2 separate regions of the Sus scrofa genome follow, and region 2 is linked to region 1. The links are chromatin contacts, called in public Hi-C maps. All regions are on one chromosome and are shown on one strand. Each heading gives the region's core, a stretch centred on a gene start, on an enhancer-like site or on the middle of the called end of the contact. The rest is flanking DNA. Distances are from core to core; before and after follow the strand shown.

Region 1 (5,445 bases), core at 2,551-5,050:
TACATTTTACCTCTGCATTGTCCTCAGGCTCAAGTTTTAATCTTCCTAATCACACAGGGGGCTTTCAAACATTAGTCATCAACCATAAAAGCCTATTCTGCATCCATTATCCATTCACGAGGTGCCATAATGTTGGCTCAGATATGTCCCACCATGACACATTTTTTTTCTTAATTTTTGGGGTTTTTTGAATGCAAACTGTTATATTTGAATGGATGGGCAGTGGGCCCCTACTGTACAGCATAGGGAGATATGTGTGATTGGGTAACTTTGCTATACAACAGAACCTGAAGAAACATTGCAAATCAACTATACTTTGATAATAAAAAAATGTGTCTTTCCAGTGAACTTTTGCCTATGTACCTTTAAAAAAGCTTATTTATAGGTACTTGATTTTCCTGTTATTAAAAGTTAAATCTCAAAGTGCATCTCTCTTATTTTAATCTCACTCCCTAGCTAGCTATGTTACCCAGGAGACTGTGAGTTCCTTATGGGCTTGGATTTTAGCTCTTTTATTAATTTGGTAATGAACACAAATATTGATAAGTTGTAACAGCCTCACAATTAAGCGTTCTAGTAAGTAATAAATATTCTGAGCTCAGTTTCCTCATCTAAAAATGGTGATACCAATCTGACCTCTCAGAAGTGTTATGCAGATGAAATAACATGAAAAGAAAAAACCAGCACAATTGCTGATGTGTAACAAAAACAAACAACAAACAAAAGCAGTGGGAAAATATCCTCAATAAATGCTCATTATTATCCCCAGGAAATTTACTAAATGAACATATGAATAAATGAAAGAACCTTAGCAATTCACACATTAAGACCTAGGCACCCCCAATTCTGGAAAGCAGAGTTCTTTCCGTATAGAAACAATGAGATTTTGCTCAATAACCAAAGGCACGGGAGCCTCCCCCGGTACCCAGGCCCTAGAGAGCATCAAAGTCAAGTCGCCCGACCTTGGGAATCAGGTAGCACTTCCGAGCTTCCCTGCGCATCTTTGTAGAGGAGCAGCTCTCTGACACCCTCCTGCTTGTCAGGTGATCTCTAATCGCAGGGGTGATAACTCTCCACCTCCAATGGAAATTTTGTCCCACCTCCTGTGTACTTCGCCATGCCGCTTGCACATGATCACAATGCTATATTTTCTAATATTAGAAGAGAAAGAGCGATGTGGGTTAACAGGTAGAGAACTAAAGTTGAGGAGTAAAAACAGGTTAATACCATATTAAGAACAAAGATTTGAATGAGGCAGCTCTTCTGCGGAGATCTAAAAAACCACTTCCCATTGCGAATGCGTGGTGCTCAGGTTCTGCTCGAAGTGTTACCAGCTCATCAGATATTTCCACTCCGTGGGCCTCACCTAGGTTAAATTCCTCAACCATGCTTTAAAGTTGTCTCTTCAAGAGTGGAGGGGAAAATCAGAGAAGTGTCTCGTAAAGTGTGTCTTGTTGGGGAAACGGAAATGAGGCTAGGTGACCAAGGGTGGGGAGGCAAGCCTGTGATTTTCTCCTTTGGGTTTTTCCCACAGTGACCCTGGCAACCACTCTATGAGATCTCCCTCCAGAGACACGAGAAAGGGCTGGAGGGCAGAGTTCCCAATGTGGCTCAGCAGGTTAAGAACCTGACTAGGATCCATAAGGATGCGGGTTTGATCCCTGGCCTCACTCAGTGGGTTAGGGATCCAGTGTTGCCTCAAGCTGGTGCATATTCACAGATGTGGCTTGGATCCAATATTGCTATGGCTGTGTCTGGGAGCTACAGCTCCGATTCAACCCCTTGCCTGGGAACTTCCATATGCCTTGGGTGTGGACCTGACAAAAAAAAAGTAAGAAAATAAAATAAATAATGTTTGCAAGTTCCCATCATGGCTCAGCAGTAACAAACTCGACTAGTATCCATGAGATTGTGGGTTCGATCCCTGTCCTTGCTCAGTGGGTTGAGGATCCTGCATTGCGTGAGCTGTGGTATAGGTCACAGCTAAGGTTCAGATCCAGCAGTGCTGTGGCGTAGGCCAGTAGCTATAGCTCCAATTTGACCCCTAGCCTGGGAACCTCCATATGCCCCAGGTGTGGCCCTAAAAAGACCAAAAAAAAAAAAAAAAAAAGAGAGAGAGATAGAGAGAAATAAATGGCTGGAAGGAAGGAGAGGGAGCTGGCAGTAGGCAGCCTTGAGAAGAGATTAGAAAAAGCTGTGGTGAGACAAAAAAAAAAATCAAAGACGGAGTTCCCGTCGTGGCGCAGTGGTTAACGAATCTGACTAGGAACCATGAGGTTGTGGGTTCGGTCCCTGCCTTGCTCAGTGGGTTAAGCATCCGGCATTGCCGTGAGCTGTGGTGTAGGTTGCAGACGCGGCTCAGATCCCGCGTTGCTGTGGCTCTGGCGTAGGCCAGTGGCTACAGCTCCGATTCAACCCCTAGCCTGGGAACCTCCATATGCTGCAGGAGCAGCCCAAAGAAATAGCAAAAAGACAAAAAAATAAAAATCAAAGAAAAAGCTGTGGTGAAGACCCACTCCTATCTGTATGGTGCTTGAGTGGAGGGAGACTTTTTCTGTGATGCTTCCAAAACTCAAAGTCTGTGCCATCAGTTATTAAGCCATGACTAACGGAACACCTGTTCTGTACTAGGCTCTGGGCTGGCAATGGGAATACCAGTGGAAATTTAGCACAAGTGAATATTATATGCCAGTAGGCAGGTGTTTTATTTTAATTATCTCACCTAATTTTTGCAGTACTGCAAGTAATTTTTTGCAGTATCATCTCATGTCCTTGAGGACTATATTATGTTGCATCCCAGTTGCTGGAAAGCAGAATTTCGCTCAGCATAGAAGGCACTAATTTAATAAACAAATTTTGTAGATTTGAATAAGGCGAGGTTTATTTCCCAGCTCTGCCACTTATTAGCTCTGTTACCATGATCAATTGAATTCAAATTCCCTGAGATTCAATCTATTCACACAGAAAATGGGCTAATAACATTACTAAACACTTTTCTCATGTCAGGCATGTGCTTAACAATTTATAAACATCTTATTTAATCCTCACGACCCTCCTCTAAAGTACAAAGAATTTCCCTTTCTTTTAAAGAAACTGAGGCTCAGAAAGACTAGTTTTGTTTTGTTTTGTTTTCATTATTATTTTTTTTTCTTTTTAAGGCAGCCTCTGAAGCATATGGAAGTTCCTGGTCTAGGGGTTGAATCAGAGCAGCAGCTGCTGGCCTACCCACAGCCGCAGCAACACTGGATCTGAGCGGCATCTGCGACCTACACCGCAGCTCACAGCAGCATTGGATCCTTAACCCACTGAGCGAGGTCAGGGATCGAACCCCTGTCCTCATGGATACTAGTGAGGTTCTTAACGTGCTGAGCCACAATGGGAACTCCAGAATGATTCATTTTTTTGCCTAAGGTCATACAACTACTAAGTGTCATGGCTGTCATCCCAGGTCCATGTGTCTTACTCTATAACTGTGTACTTAACCACTGTTCTTCAAATGATTAGGAAAACACTCTTCTGAGTGTTTCACTCTTAATTTCCCACTTATTTCATTTGCCTTCTTCTCTGCCCCCCCCCCCCCCACACACACACACTGTCACTGAAACTTTTCCCTCTAAAATATTCATTTGAATAAGTCACCCTCACGGCTTAAAAAATGTGACTATTTCGTGGAGGATTAAACGGTACACCAGACTTTTTTTTAAATTTTAATTAGATGGATTTTCTCACCAGAGCACAGCACAGTGGAAAGAAGAGGCTGCTGAGTCGGCCTGACTTTGGTTTGAAATGACTGTCTCCTATTCATTCACTACGTGACCTCGAATGACTTAAGGTCTTTGGGGCTCAGTTTCCTCTTCTAAAGAGGGAAGAGAATTTCTTCCTCTCTGGACTTTTGGAGAAGCTTCCCCAGGTTTCCGAGGTTGGAGGCCCTATCCTCTGGCTGGCGCATTATAGGCCTTCAACCAATCTGAGTGTCTTTCCCTGAAGAAAGTGAGGTTCAGGAACGGAAGAAAAGAGGGTTTGGTAAGTGCTGCGGTGAAATGAGCTGAAGTAAACAGACAAGAGACCAAGGAGCCCTCAACAACAGACCCATATTTGGGCTAACCACACCCAAATGCACGGCAGTGTGCAAGTGAAACACACAGAAGGAATAAAAACATAACTTGACCTCCAGGTGATGGGGATATTTCTAGACATCCTAAGTAGCCAGCTTTCTAGGCTCCACAACCCAAGGAAGTCTCCCCCGCCAGGCACTGGACACAGCTGCCTTCCAGCTCTTTGGGACAAGGACACCACGGGGGCCACGACTCAAGCTGAAGGAGAAGCAGGGGCACATTTCCTCTCCGGGAGCCTGGGAAGCCTACTCATCCCCCCGGAGGAGGTCCCTGGCAGCCTTGGCCGGAGTGATTTGAGTTGGGATGAGCCATGATATCGAGTTCCAGTAAAACCCACAGAATGTTCTGAACTTGTGACTAAGCCCTGAGCTAAATAAACAACCCCAGCATCCACCTCAAGGAGGATGGCTATGTGCTGTCCCGTGGCCTAGTAATCTCTTTATTCAAAAAAAAAAAAAAAAAATCAAAGAGCCGAGAGGCCAAACTTTGCTCTTGTCAACATTACTTTAACAATAGCAGGTTCAGCTCTCTCTCCCCACCCCCGGGGTGGGGTGGGGGGCAGTCATTTTGTTAGAAGTACTGTCAAATGGTGATGTTCTTTGCTCTGTCCCCTGAAGCCTGGGGCTTTCTCAGGACCACCGTGGGGTGGGTTATGGGAAGGTGGAGCCGAGCAGATTGTGCCTGCCTGCTGCTCCCTTGAGTCAACCAGAACAGCTTCCCTTTTATTTAGTTTATTTTATTGGCCTTCCTCATAATAGTTTATTGAAGTGATAAAAATGTTTTAAAAAAAAATCCTGCTTTTTTTTTTTTTTTTTGAGTGTGGAAACAGAATCTAGGGCAATGTTATTTTTTAAAACTTTCTGATTAAAGTGTAGTTGATTTACGATGTTCCTTCAATTTCTGCTGTACAGCAAAGTGACCCAGTCGTGTCTATATGTACACATTTTTTTTTTATCCTATGATCGTCCATCATGTTCTAACCTGAGATTGAACATAGTTCCCTGTGCTGTACAGCAGTAGGACAGTGATATTAAATTACAAGAATGATGGGTATATCATTTAGAGCCAGAGAGAGAGAGAGAGAGAGAGAACACGGCTATTTATTGTGTATCCATGGACTTTGTTTTCCATTAATTTTCACATGACCCTAAAACTGAGTACTGAGTAATCCCATTTTAGAGAAAAGGGGGCTGGGGACTCTAATTAGTCCAATTTTAGACAGGAGGTTCAGAGGATTTGAGGGAACGTACCTAAGTCAGGTAGCCAACAAATAGTCCAGTAGATATTCAATCCCAGGAGTATTGCTGTTAATGAACACACTGGACTGACC
Region 2 (4,985 bases), core at 51-2,550, 100 kb after region 1:
TTGCTTTGTAGGGCTGCACCCTGGCAGCATATGGAATTTCCCAGGCTAGGGTTCAAACCAGAGCGGCAGTTGCCAGCCTACACCACAGCCACAGCCACAGCCACATCCACACAGGATGCAAGCCACATCTGTGACCTACACCCACAGCTCACAGCAACGCTGGATCCTTAACTCACTGAGCGCGGTCAGGGATCGAACCCTCAACCTCACCGATACTAGTGGGTTTGTTATCACTGAGCCACATGGGAACTCCAGGAGAGAATATTTTAGGCAGAGGGGATGTCATGTGAAAAAACGGAGATGCTCTAAATGGTGCAGCCACCCCAGTGCCCCCCGGATGACGAGAGCTCGAATGATGAAGAGGAAAGACCGGGGCTTGAAGACAGGGAGCTGGACTATTCCTTGTCTATAAAGGGAAGAGCAGGTCTTTAAGGAAAGGCATGAAAAGTTGGATTTGTACTTTACAAAGAGGACTCGGTCTCCTCTGAGCAGTATGGTGTGGGGAGGGTTGAACCAAATGCAAGGGACCGATGGAAACCCAGGAGGAATGTGTTCAAACCACTTGCAGTTTAATCATTCAACAAATATTAATCTAGGACCCGCCCTGGCTGCCAGTCCCTTGGCTAGACAGCCAAGACGGAGTGGTGAACAAGGCTGACATTGTCCCAGCACACGCTGATCTCCCGTTCCAAGAAGGGTGACAGGTACCAAACAATAGGCACAATTAATCACACAGTCAGAGGGAGGCATTCTAGGAAGGAAGGGTTTAGTGGCCTATGAAAGTGGACCGCACCAGACTCGGACACAGTCTGAGGGTGGCCGTCGTTGGGGGTGGGGGCACTTTCTCTTTTGTGTTACAAAGTCAATCCCCCAACAACCTGGTGTGTTAGGCAAGATTAGTCATCATTTTACAGAAACAAAGGCTTAGGGCAGGGAGTCAACCCTCTTCCTTGAGGCACGGTTCCTGGCTTCTGAGGAGCATAGGGCAAGGTTGGGAAGCAGGAGCACGATTCCAGATACGACCTCATCCCTCTGCCTGGTCATGCCAGATGTGTGACCTGTAGGACTCGGGTTTTATCGCAGAGTTTAAAGACTCTCCTCCTCTCCCTCCCTCCCTCTCCTCTCTCTCTCTCTCTCTCTCTCTCTCTCTCTCTCTCACTCTCTCTCTCCTCTCTCTCTCTCTCCCTTTGTCTCTCTCTCCCTCCAGGCTAAACTGGTTTGTTGAACCGTGTGGACAGAGCCAGCCAGTGGGGTGACATTGTGTCAGAGATGGAAGCTTTCTGTCTCTTGCATCAGAAAAGCAGAGAGTGCCTCTCTGGCAGTTGGCAACAGATACAAAAGCAGCTTGCCCTGAAGATGACTCAGCTCTGGGCCTCTCAGCAAGGCTCTACCAACAGCTATTTAAAAAAAAAAAAAAAAAAGATGAAGCAGCTTCAAGGAGACCTCAAACCGATCCCACAGCAAGCCGCTTCCCATCAGGAAGGTGGTAGGCAGACAGTGCTGACACTTCCATGAGCAAAATGGCAGAGTGTGGCCAAGGACTTGAGCAGAAGGCCTGCTGGTCCGGCAGGTCTGTGTGTTCTGATCCAGTGTGGCATTTGTCTCTGTCACCTGGAAGCTGGCCTTGGGAGCAGGCTTGTGACTGGCTGACTCATTCTGCATGGCCCCAAACCAGCTAGATAAGAGGAGGGGCGCCCATAAATGCAAAAATATCTTTCAAGCACCTGTGATGGGAGCTCTCAGGCCCCACGGAGGTGGTACAGACCTGGGACCCAGCTGGCTGAACTTGGAAGCCCAGCCGCACACCTCAACAGCCGTGCGGCTAAAACCTCTCTGTGCCCCAGTGCCCAGAGATGTGGCAGGAGGAGAAGAAGATGGAACACATTGTCTTTGGGGCCTTTTCTACCAGCCAGGTGCTTCACTTATCTCATCTGGTTTGTTCCTGGTTCTCACCATAGAAAAACCACTTAACAGACGATTGTAGCTTCTCCCTCCCAAGGTGTCTATGAGAATCAATGAGATAATAAAGATGAAGTGCTTAGCACCCCGAATCCATGAAGTGTGTATTGTCATAGGTATTATTACCACAGTTACCCCCATTGTATAGATGAAAAGCCTGAGTCTAGGATGCCATATGGTAGGTATTCTAATCCAGTTCTGTCTGGTTCCAAAGCTCCTAGTCTATCCAAATAGCACTTTCCTGCTTCTTGCCTCTTCCTGACGGGTTGGCTAAAATCCACTGAAAAATGAGTACAAGAGGGGAAAAAAAATTAGTCAAATGTTTCTTGAACAAATAATTTAACGAGATTAAAATCATTAAGAAACTGCTAATAAGTCAAAGCCATGCATTAATAATGTAAAACCATTTCATAAATATTTATCGAGGGCTATTTATGTGCTAGTCATTGTTCTGCTATGGGGGATAAAAAGGAATTAGAGAAGAATTCTGCCTGACTACCATTTACAGCCTAGTAAACGTGCAGAAATGATGCTAGTGACAGTAGGAATAACTAATAATAATAACAATAATAATAAAATAATGCACGAGCCTTTGTTGATATTCGCTGTCGTCCAGACACAGTGGTCAGCATCCTGCAGGCATCACCCCTTTAGCATTTTAAGCAATCCTCTGTGATAGGAACAATCACTTCAGTTTTATGGAGGAGAGACCAGAACTCAGAGAGGTTATGTAACGGGACCAAAATTATATAATTTGGAAGGGAGACAAAACCAGAGGCAAACCCAGGTCTGTCTGACCCCGATTCGCCCTCCTAACCACTGTCCTACACTTCCTCGCTCTCTTGAACCAGACTCTCTACTTACAACTGTAAAAAACAGACTGACTAAAGGGCTTTAAAAAAGGCAGAAATACGCCGACTAGCACTTATAGTGAGCCACACCAGATCGAGTCACATGACCTCTCTTTTGACCTGCCGGTTTCCCATTTTGATGCACACTCATCATTTCTGCTGCCTCTGGTCCTCCTGTGTGAAGAAAATGCAAATCCTAGAGCAGTTTACAGAATCACTCTGCAGTTGACAGAAGCCTTGGTATTTGCCATGCATTCGAGATTGTTCTGTGACAGCAGATTAGCTTCTTCCAAAAGGCACAGGCCACCATCCTGGCTTTAAACAGCCCTTAATCAAACAGTAATGATAGTCTGATCCTTCTCCAAAAGGTATATTTGAATGACATTAATGAAAAATAAAATAATCATGTCATCCCTCTCTCGTCCTTTTCTTCCAAGTTGTTCAAGATCCCCAAGCCAGACACAGATAGACTTGAAGTCGTATGAAAGATATAATTGGGGACCATACTGAGGGCAAGGAGTTAAGTGTAGTTAATGGATTTTTCCCCTTCAAAAGCACACCAGGGGGACAATTCTCAACAGATGCATCATTGTCTTGCTAAGTGTCAGCAGGGGGAGGAATATACTTTTTCACTAAATTTAAGGTCCTTGGGGTGGCTGTCATTCTCCCCACACTCCATCATCCCAAACTCCCAGATCCGGCCACAGCTGCCTACCAATTCATCTCTGCCTCCTTCATCTTATATACATGGTCCTTGAACTGCACAGAATTCCCTGCATTATTCAACACACTGAATAGCTCTATCCCATATGCCCCATCCACAGACCACTTCAAGGTCAAGTTCAAGGCCCAGCTCAGAATTCCTCTTCCTAGAGAAGCCTCCCCTGACCACCTGGTCTGGGAAGCTCAAGGACATCTCTCCCGATGCCCTGCTTCCCTCTAACATGGTCGTTATCATTATGTATCTGGGCTCTGGCCACACCCACGGTTCATAAAATTTCCTGGGCCAGGATCGAATCTGAGCCACATCTGTGACCTATGCCACAGCTATGGCAATGCTAGACCCTTAACCCACTGCTCTGGGCTAGGCATGAAATTGGGGGCTAGGGTTGAAACGTGCAACACCACAGAGACAAGCCAGATCATTAACCTATTGCGCCACAGCAGGAACTCTGGGTCCTGTCTTGAAACGTCTTTCTTTCCCACTCTATTGATAGTCCTGGGAACTGGGCTTTAACCAGAGTTTTAAATGGCTCTGTTTACTGGTGAAAAAGAAAAAAAAACAACTTACATTCCAGTAGGGCAGACAGTCAATGAATGAGAAAGCAAACAAACAAGCAAAATAGATTTTTTTTTGTCTTTCTTTTTTTTTTTTTTGTCTTTCCTAGGGCTGCACACGTGGCACATGGAGGTTCCCAGGCTAGGGGTCTAATCGGAGCTACAGCTGCCAGCCTACGCCAGAGCCACAGCAATGCGGGATCTGAGCCACAGCTGTGACCTACACCACAGCTCACGGCAATGCTGGATCCTTAACCCACTGAGTGAGGCCAGAGATCAAACCCACAGCCCCATGGTTCCTCGTCAGATTTGTTAACCACAGAGCCACTACGGGAACTCCGCAAAATAGATTTCAGTAACTTCTAGGCAGGAGGATAAATGGATGATAGAGGAAAGAATAAAGGCAACCTCCTAAGTAAGCATGGGTGATCAGAGAAGAACTCTCGGAGGAGGTAGAATGTACCTGAGACTTAAAGGAAAAGAAAGATCCAGGTCCTCGATGAACTGGTCCAAGAACAATCTCCTAGGAGGCCTAGCAAGTGGAAAAGTTGGGCTGCATCAAGCACTTGGGGTCTGCAGGGAACAAGGAGGCCAGTGGGATGGAAAGTGGTAGGAAACGGGGAGACAGAAGTGAGACTGAACACAGAGCAGACGCAAGGTCAGGCCAGACCGGGCTGGACCTTGCAGGCCCCAGGAAAGCGTTTTTGTTCTTCTAAATGCCATGGGAAGGGATCAGAAGGTACTCAATGAGGGCGTGACATCATTTGACCTATATTTTGAAGAGGCCATGCTGACTTCGCCATGGGACGCCAATGGATGGAAGACTTAAGGGGGGCAAGAGTCGAAGTGGACAGTTGGGCTGGGGGGCGGGGGGCATTGTCCCATGACCAACAGCAG

Evidence for each region. A called contact is a pair of places that touch in the nucleus more often than the background predicts.
Region 2: a Hi-C map of liver shows a contact between it and region 1, with 2.6 times the contacts expected there. The contact joins two enhancer-like sites. A contact is called at or near these places in 1 of 5 promoter capture datasets (liver) and 4 of 47 Hi-C or Micro-C datasets (embryonic fibroblasts and liver).

Annotation. Positions count from the first base shown.
Region 1 is chr4:11,789,266-11,794,710 of Sscrofa11.1, forward strand. No RefSeq gene overlaps it. Among named protein-coding and RNA genes, the nearest start is that of MYC, 670 kb to the right of the region's middle. Within about 2 kb of position 3,801, at least 21 of the 83 cell types and tissues checked have an H3K27ac peak or open chromatin away from gene starts, as enhancers often do. A contact at or near this core is called in liver, where this site is marked.
Region 2 is chr4:11,894,196-11,899,180 of Sscrofa11.1, forward strand. No RefSeq gene overlaps it. Among named protein-coding and RNA genes, the nearest start is that of MYC, 560 kb to the right of the region's middle. Within about 2 kb of position 1,301, at least 27 of the 83 cell types and tissues checked have an H3K27ac peak or open chromatin away from gene starts, as enhancers often do. A contact at or near this core is called in liver, where this site is marked.